Regions from separate parts of the Mus musculus genome. Here region 2 is linked to region 1. A link is a contact called in public Hi-C data. All regions are on one chromosome and are shown on one strand. Each heading gives the region's core, a stretch centred on a gene start, on an enhancer-like site or on the middle of the called end of the contact. The rest is flanking DNA. Distances are from core to core; before and after follow the strand shown. Region 1 holds the start of Sgpp2 (sphingosine-1-phosphate phosphatase 2). Region 2 overlaps Sgpp2 (sphingosine-1-phosphate phosphatase 2).

Evidence for each region. A called contact is a pair of places that touch in the nucleus more often than the background predicts.
Region 2: a contact with region 1 is called in a Hi-C map of the N1E-115 cell line, with 2.2 times the contacts expected there. The contact joins the enhancer-like site here to the promoter of Sgpp2 in region 1. A contact is called at or near these places in 5 of 484 Hi-C or Micro-C datasets (the N1E-115 cell line, cortical neurons, nephron progenitors and 2 more), 2 of 115 datasets of contacts at active chromatin or transcription factors (intestinal villus epithelium and pancreatic cancer cells) and 3 of 9 other capture datasets (adipose tissue, liver and pancreatic islet).

The regions. Positions count from the first base shown.
Region 1 is chr1:78,308,452-78,311,841 of GRCm38.p6, forward strand. It overlaps Sgpp2 (sphingosine-1-phosphate phosphatase 2), which reads left to right and starts at 1,895. Exons shown (of 5, transcript NM_001004173.2): 1 at 1,895-2,051. The coding sequence starts at 1,968.
Region 2 is chr1:78,394,791-78,398,180 of GRCm38.p6, forward strand. The region is part of intron 4 of Sgpp2 (sphingosine-1-phosphate phosphatase 2); the gene reads left to right. Among named protein-coding and RNA genes, the nearest start is that of Gm51634, 40 kb to the left of the region's middle. Within about 2 kb of position 1,676, at least 51 of the 459 cell types and tissues checked have an H3K27ac peak or open chromatin away from gene starts, as enhancers often do. A contact at or near this core is called in the N1E-115 cell line and pancreatic cancer cells, where this site is marked.

The DNA of each region.
Region 1 (3,390 bases), core at 645-3,144:
CTGGCTCGTGATGCCTCTGAAGATTTTCACAACAGTCTCTTAAGAAAGACAATAAATGAAGACTAGTGTCTCATCATAGAAGGAAACAAAAACCACGGTGACTTATCTCAGGGTTCATGAGTCACTAAAAACTTGAGTCAAAGACCTGAAAGAAATCTAATTTGGTACCACATTAAGTATGACATATTTTGACATATTTTTAGGTTTCTCTCTCTCTCTCTCTCTCTCTCTCTCTCTGTCTCTCTCTCTCTCTCTCTCTTTCTGAAATAGAAAGGTTGGAGCGACCCATTTAGGAGACATGCAATTCAAGGGTCTTCCTGGGAGAACATATTCTTTAAATGTATAAAGGCTCAGGTTGGGAGCTACTGTAATGTCAGCTGTTAAAATCAAACTTTGGGGGTGGGAGAGGACTGAAATGCTGGCTCAGCAGTTAAGAGCACTGGCTGATCTTCCAGAGGTCCTAAGTTCAACTCCAGCAACCATATGGTGGCTCACAACCATCTGTAATGGGATCTGATGCCCACTTCTGGTGTGCTCATACACATAAAAATAAATAAATAAATCTTTAAAAACAAAAATCACTACAGCACTAGGGGTGGAGGCAACTGCCTTTTCAGCCACACATGACTGAGTATGACATAGGGCTGCATTTTCCTCTGGAAGAGGAAAGAAAATAGAATCTCTGAACAAGCCACTGCTGACTTAGCGACCTTGACATGTTCTCCAGATAGGACTAAGGAACAAGGGAGTCAGAAAACTGGAATGAGAGGGGACCAGATCATCTTCACGTATCAGGAACCGAAGACTTCCCAGCCTAGAAGGACAACTGGATAAGCAAGGGTGGTGGCAGGTGTTCATGCACGGTCCTTTATTCCGCCAAATAGCAGGCTTTAAAAGGGCGGCCAGGAAACCCCCCCCCCCCCCCCCGCAGCCTTCTGTTCCCAACTAAGGATTGGATTATAGTTTTGCTGCAGGCCAATCACCTGGCCCTCGTTTAACTGTTGCTTCTCACTCCCTGCAATGAGGTACAGAGGTCATCTTAGGATCTCAGAGACCCGGAAGGGAGGTTTAGGAAAGCTCAGGAAAAACCATCTGCAGGACGTTTCCTTTGCTCTTCTAAGCAGTGGCTGGCGCCTGGTAGTCGCTCAGTACCTTGTTCCCTTTGGGTCTAAAGTCTTCCCAAGGCCAAAAGGGAGGAGGTATGTGGGAGGGAGGGAGAAAGAGAGGAAGAGAGAGAGAGAGAGAGAGAGAGAGAGAGAGAGAGAGAGAGAGAGAGAGAGAGAGAGAGAGAGACCACACACACACACACACACACACACAGCGGGTAGGAGAGAGAAAGAGATTTCTATTTTTCCATAAAATCACCCGGGTTGACTCTCCGCATTTCTGCTATTCTTTCTCAAATTTGAATGAGGTGACTGGCCTGTGAGAAGGAAACATTTCAGGAAGTTTAGAAATCACTGAGAATTCTCCCTAGGAACCAGACTCCCTGGGAATTAAGTCTTTCAGAAAACAAGCAAAGGTTGGGGCAGGGAGCTGGGATGTGGGGGACACATGTGTAGTGGCGACCAGTTTCACCTTGAACTCCAGATTTGAAAGGAGGGTCACAAAGCGTCCAGGCTTCCGGCAGCACTTGGAAGGATGCGCGGGAGTGGGGATGGCGCATAGGTCATGCACGTGGACCCGTCCACGCAGTTGCAAGCACACTCTCCAGCAGGCAGGTAAGGGGCTGGGGCCGCCCGGTTGGCTAGGAAGGGGACGGTGACGTGTGCAAGGTGGTGGCGGACACCTGGGCTTGCCCGCGTGTAGGGCGGGCGCTAGGACCCGGGTGGCGCACCTGTTGGCTGGCACCGCGCCCCGCCCGTCCTGCGCTGGGAGCATCGGGCTGCGGAACGCGAGGCCAGGGCGCACGCTGAGGACACGGACGCGCGTGGCTGCGGGTCGGAGGAACGGGGTCACGGCTCACCATGGCCGAACTGCTGCGGAGCCTGCGGGATTCACAGCTCGTGGCGCGCTTCCAGCGCCGCTGCGGGCTCTTCCCAGCGCGGGAGGTCAGTCCTAGGGAGAAGGGCCTTTCGAAGTGGGCGACAGGGGTCCCGGAGGTCTCTCATCTCTCCGACAACCGGGATTCGGTGTCTGCCGTTGGGGAGGAGGGCGACGGCCGCCTGCTTACCTGCGGCTCCGGGTGACTCCTAGATGGGGATTGGAGGGCTCCAACCGCCGCCACCCGGCTTCCATCCTAGGAAGGGCACGGCGGGGAACAGTCACCCGATGCCACCCTTTCTCGCTGCAGGTGGCAGTCAGTCACTTCTTTTCAGACACCACCTTTGCATGCATCCGCGGAAAGACTTTCTACTTTAATTACTTTAGTGAGTAAGTTCGTTAGATTCCACCCAAAGTGTGAGAGTTACGTAACTGAAAAGAGGAGCGGGGATGTCCTTGGCACTTCCCTGGGACACAGCCTGAGAACTCCTCAAAGTCCTTAGGTTGCTGCCGCATCCCCCCTTCCTACTCCGTGCAGACATCCCAGTCGCGCGCTTTGCTTTGCTGAACACCCGCCCTGGACTCCTCTGGGAATTCACAGCCCCGCCCCCCAGCTAACCTAACCTCAGAGATGGGAGTTCAACACTGTCTCCCTCCCGACGTCCCCCTAGTTTTGGAGGCACTGGTTGGTCTTTTATGATTGGCTCTTACGGCCTTTTCGGTAGATGCTTTGCATCCGGAGCAAGGTTATACAACCCTACTGCAGCTTTGCGTTATGAGGTGCACAGGGACTCCTCCAGGCTGAAAGGACCAGGCAGGCGGCAGATGGCAGCTAGGAAAGCTTGTCTCCCTTGGGCACCACCAGCAGCTGCCCTTTCCCTCGGCTTAAGTAGAAAATAACAAACCAGGACAGAAGCAATTCTACTCCGCCTCCCCCACCCCCCTTCTTCAGTGTTTTATTCTTTCTGAGAGATTCTGGTGACTGGAAGGTGACACGTCCTTATATATAGATAACTACTTAAGAACCTGGCGCTTGTGTAGGACAGAATAATAGAGGCATCAAATTACAGAATTCATTTGAAAAGTGGCAGTAGGCTAGTTGTGTATTCTCAGCTAGAGAAATTCTTCAAAATATTTTCACTTTATAGTTACTTCACGGCATGCTGATAGCTTTGAGATTAATTCAAGACATCTCTCTTTGCCAGAGCCTTGCCTCAAAAGGTGCTAGCACATAAGCCCAATGCCCCACCCCCACGGGAAGCGTTTTCCTGTACAGGCGCTCTGTTTAGGCTCAGGACCAGCGCGGGGGTGGGGGTGGGGGGCTGCACTCTATCCGACTTGTCTCCCCTGTACCTGCTCTTCCTCATTCAGGACTGAATTTTTCCACTAATGTTTCTTAAATTGTTT
Region 2 (3,390 bases), core at 426-2,925, 86 kb after region 1:
ACTGACTTTAGAGATTGAAGACAAGCTAAGGGCAGCCATGACTTGGGCCATTTCTTATCACCTTGGGTCACTCCTGACACAGCAAACAGGGCAGAGCTAGCATCCAAGCTCAAGGATGTGAGAGAATTCACATGGGTCCCATGTAGGTCCTCACAGACTTGATGTGAAATCCCAGGGTTCCTGTTGTCCTTGGACAGCCTGGTGGGTTGGAATCAGAGCTTCCTTTCTTTTTACACTTTCCTGGGTTAGAGCTGGTGACAGAATCACAGAGCAGCATATTCATTTAGAAGTTGGCCCATCCTTTTACCACATAACCAACAGTTAGTATGGTAAAGAGTCCTTGAGTATTCAGGGTGTGACGTGGGATCCAGCCGGAGAATTGCAGAGCATAGAGCTGGTTGTGGTTTGCCACAGGAACACCATTTCTCATTCCATTCTGTACAAGAAAGATGTCTTTAAGAAGAAATGGGCCTTTGACAGCAGTGTTCATTTCAGCTGTGACACTGCAAGAGACATTAGCAAAAGGCCTTGTCAGGGAAGGACATCTGCCCAGGCCTTCTTGAGTCTCTCCCTGGTGCCAGGACTGAGTTCTCATGTAACAGTGTAAGGATGGGTCATCAGGGGAGAATGCAAAGGGAGTGCCAAACGAGAGCAACAGGAAGCCTCGGGAGAGGCAGGTAAGGCATACAATTAAGAGCCTATAAGGCTGAGATGAGGCTCAGTTGGAGAAACGCTTGCGTAACATTCACAAAGCTGTGGTTCCATCGCCAGAACAGAATAAAATGGGGCATGGGGCACGATGTCAGACAACTGCAATCCCAGCCCCTGGAAGGTTGAAGCCAAAGGATCAAAGTTAAGTTCTCTTCAGTACATAGCAAGCTTGAGGCCGTCGTAGGCTACATGAGGCAATGAAGCAGATTCCATAGTAGATAAAAATATCTAAGTATAAACGAAGACATCCGCCCTGTGTTTCCACAGGTATACCTGCCCTAATCCAGGCCCCAAGCAGTTTGCTGTTTGAGTGAAAGGGGGCCCAGATCTTAGAAACACCAAAGAGGCAGTGAAGAGGGTGCTCTTCTGCCTACCAAGGCTCGGTCCTCCTCGCTCCTCTGCCCCAGCACACACTGCATCTGCTGGTTTCTGAGGTGGGGGGAGGGGAGCAGAGCATTCTCAATTCGCCACACCACTTCTCCACATGACAAAGACTTCTCTGCAGATCCCTTCCTAGACCTCAGTGTGGAACTCTGCAGGACTCTCCTGGGTGTTTTGGCATTTCTTTTTATCTGGTGCTACTTTTTAATTTCCATAGGTTTCCATTTTGGAAAGGAAAAAAAAAATCGACCTCAGGTTAAAATTAAAACCAAAGAAAACGCAGGAATGCGGGGCTCCAGACACACAGAGAGAAAACACACAAATCCACTTCAGTGAAACACAGTTACTTTTTTTTCTCCCTCTCTTTCCTTTTTAAGTGGCTTTTGGAGATGGAGAGGCAGATATTTGTGGGAAGATTGATTGGGCCTCTCATTTAGATGCAAGGAATGGGTTGCAGCCATTCTTAGGGAAGGATGGAGTGAGGGCCCGGGGCTGCTGCTCTCCTCCCTGGTCCCGGTCCACTGTACCCCACTGGCTTTCTCTTACTCAGTTCTGCCCTTGCCTTGCAATTCGACACTGGCTCAGGTCCAGAGTGCATCAGGCTGCAGGACCAGAGCCTGGCTCAGGGCACCATGAGTCATGACATCCTCGTAGCAAAGGGAATGGCTGTTAGCAGAGTGGTAAATTATAGGTTCCTGCAGTTCTGTGCTCAGCTCGATAATTTCTGAGGGGTGTCAGGCTTGGAACGAGATCTAGGGATATCTTGATCTCTAGGAACAAACCCACCTGCTCTCCTGGATCTCAGAGTCTACTGAAGAAAGCAGAAGTGTGAGCTAGTGATAACTTGGCATGGATGCTATAATTAGCAAAGGCCTGAGCCAACTAAGATAATGTGGTTTCTCGCCAGGACCCCTCAGAACAATCCACAGGAGGCAGTGGCCCCACCATCGCTGCCTGTTCAAATCCTGTAGAAATCTTTGCCATTTTTTTTTTTTTGTTGTCTGATAGTTTCATACCTATGTATAACACATTTTAGTTATTTACACCTCTCTTCCCCTCTCTCACTCCCTCCAACTGAAACCTTCTCCCTGAGAAGTCTCCTCTTTACTTTCATGTCTTCTTCATGTGTGGCTCTCTGAATTTAATTAGAGCTTTGTGGTAGTTTGAGTATGCTTGGCCCAGGAAGTAACACTATTAGGATGTGTGGCCATGTTGGAGTAGGTGTGGCCTTGTTAGAGAAAGTGTGTCACTGTGGGCGTGGGCTTTAAGACCCTTTAAGATCCTAGCTGCCTGGAAGCCAGTCTTCTTCTGTTTGCCTTCGAAACAAGATGTAGAACTCCCAGCTCCTCCTGCACCATGCCTGCCTGGATGCTGCCATGCTCCTCCTGCCTTGATGTTTATAGAGTGAACCTCTGAACCTGTAAGCCAGCCCCAATTAAATGTTGTCCTTTTATGAGTTGCCTTGGTCATGGTGTCTTTCACAGCAGTAAAACCCTAACTAAAGCAAACTGCTTCTCCAAGGTGGAAAGCTATTTATTGGATCACTGGACAACGTATCAGTGGCTACCCAACTGAAGAAAATGACTCCTGTTCCACCAGCAATCATTAACAGCTAGTAATCCCTCGGGAGGTGTGGGACCATGTGGGTCCCTCCATAATCCCATGGATATCTTAAAAATACCTCTGGCCATATCTGTATACCCACAGCTATTAGCAGCATTAGTTACAATAGCAAAGAAAACCAAAATTTGGAAACAACCTGTGTCTGCTGTTGAATGAAGAGATAAATAAAACGTAGTATATACCTACAGTAGAATATTATTCAGCCTTATATAAGCAGGAAATTATGATTCATGCTATAATGTCAACAGAAATTATTTCTTGAATATAGAAGATGGATTTTGCTCTAGAACGAGTTCTGGAGGTGCATGCTGGGGTGGTTGCACAGAAGTGTTGTACTTAACACCATTTGAAATTGGTCAAGATAGTGAAATGCCTATGATGCTTGTCTGTAGGAAAATTAAATCAAAAGTTTTACTCGGGGCTGGGCAGGTAGCTTGATGGGTAAAGATGTTTGCCACACAAATATGATGACCTGAGAAACCCAAAACCCGGGTAAAGCCTGGTATAGCAATCCCAGAACTCCTATGGGGAGATGGGGGAGAGAGGTGGAGACTCCCTGGAAGCCCACAGGCCAGGTAGCCTGATGTAGGTACCCAACAAACCAATAGACTCTGTCTCAAGGTGGAAGGCCAGGAATGGTACCCAGGTTGTCCTCTAACCTGCACAAGTACACCA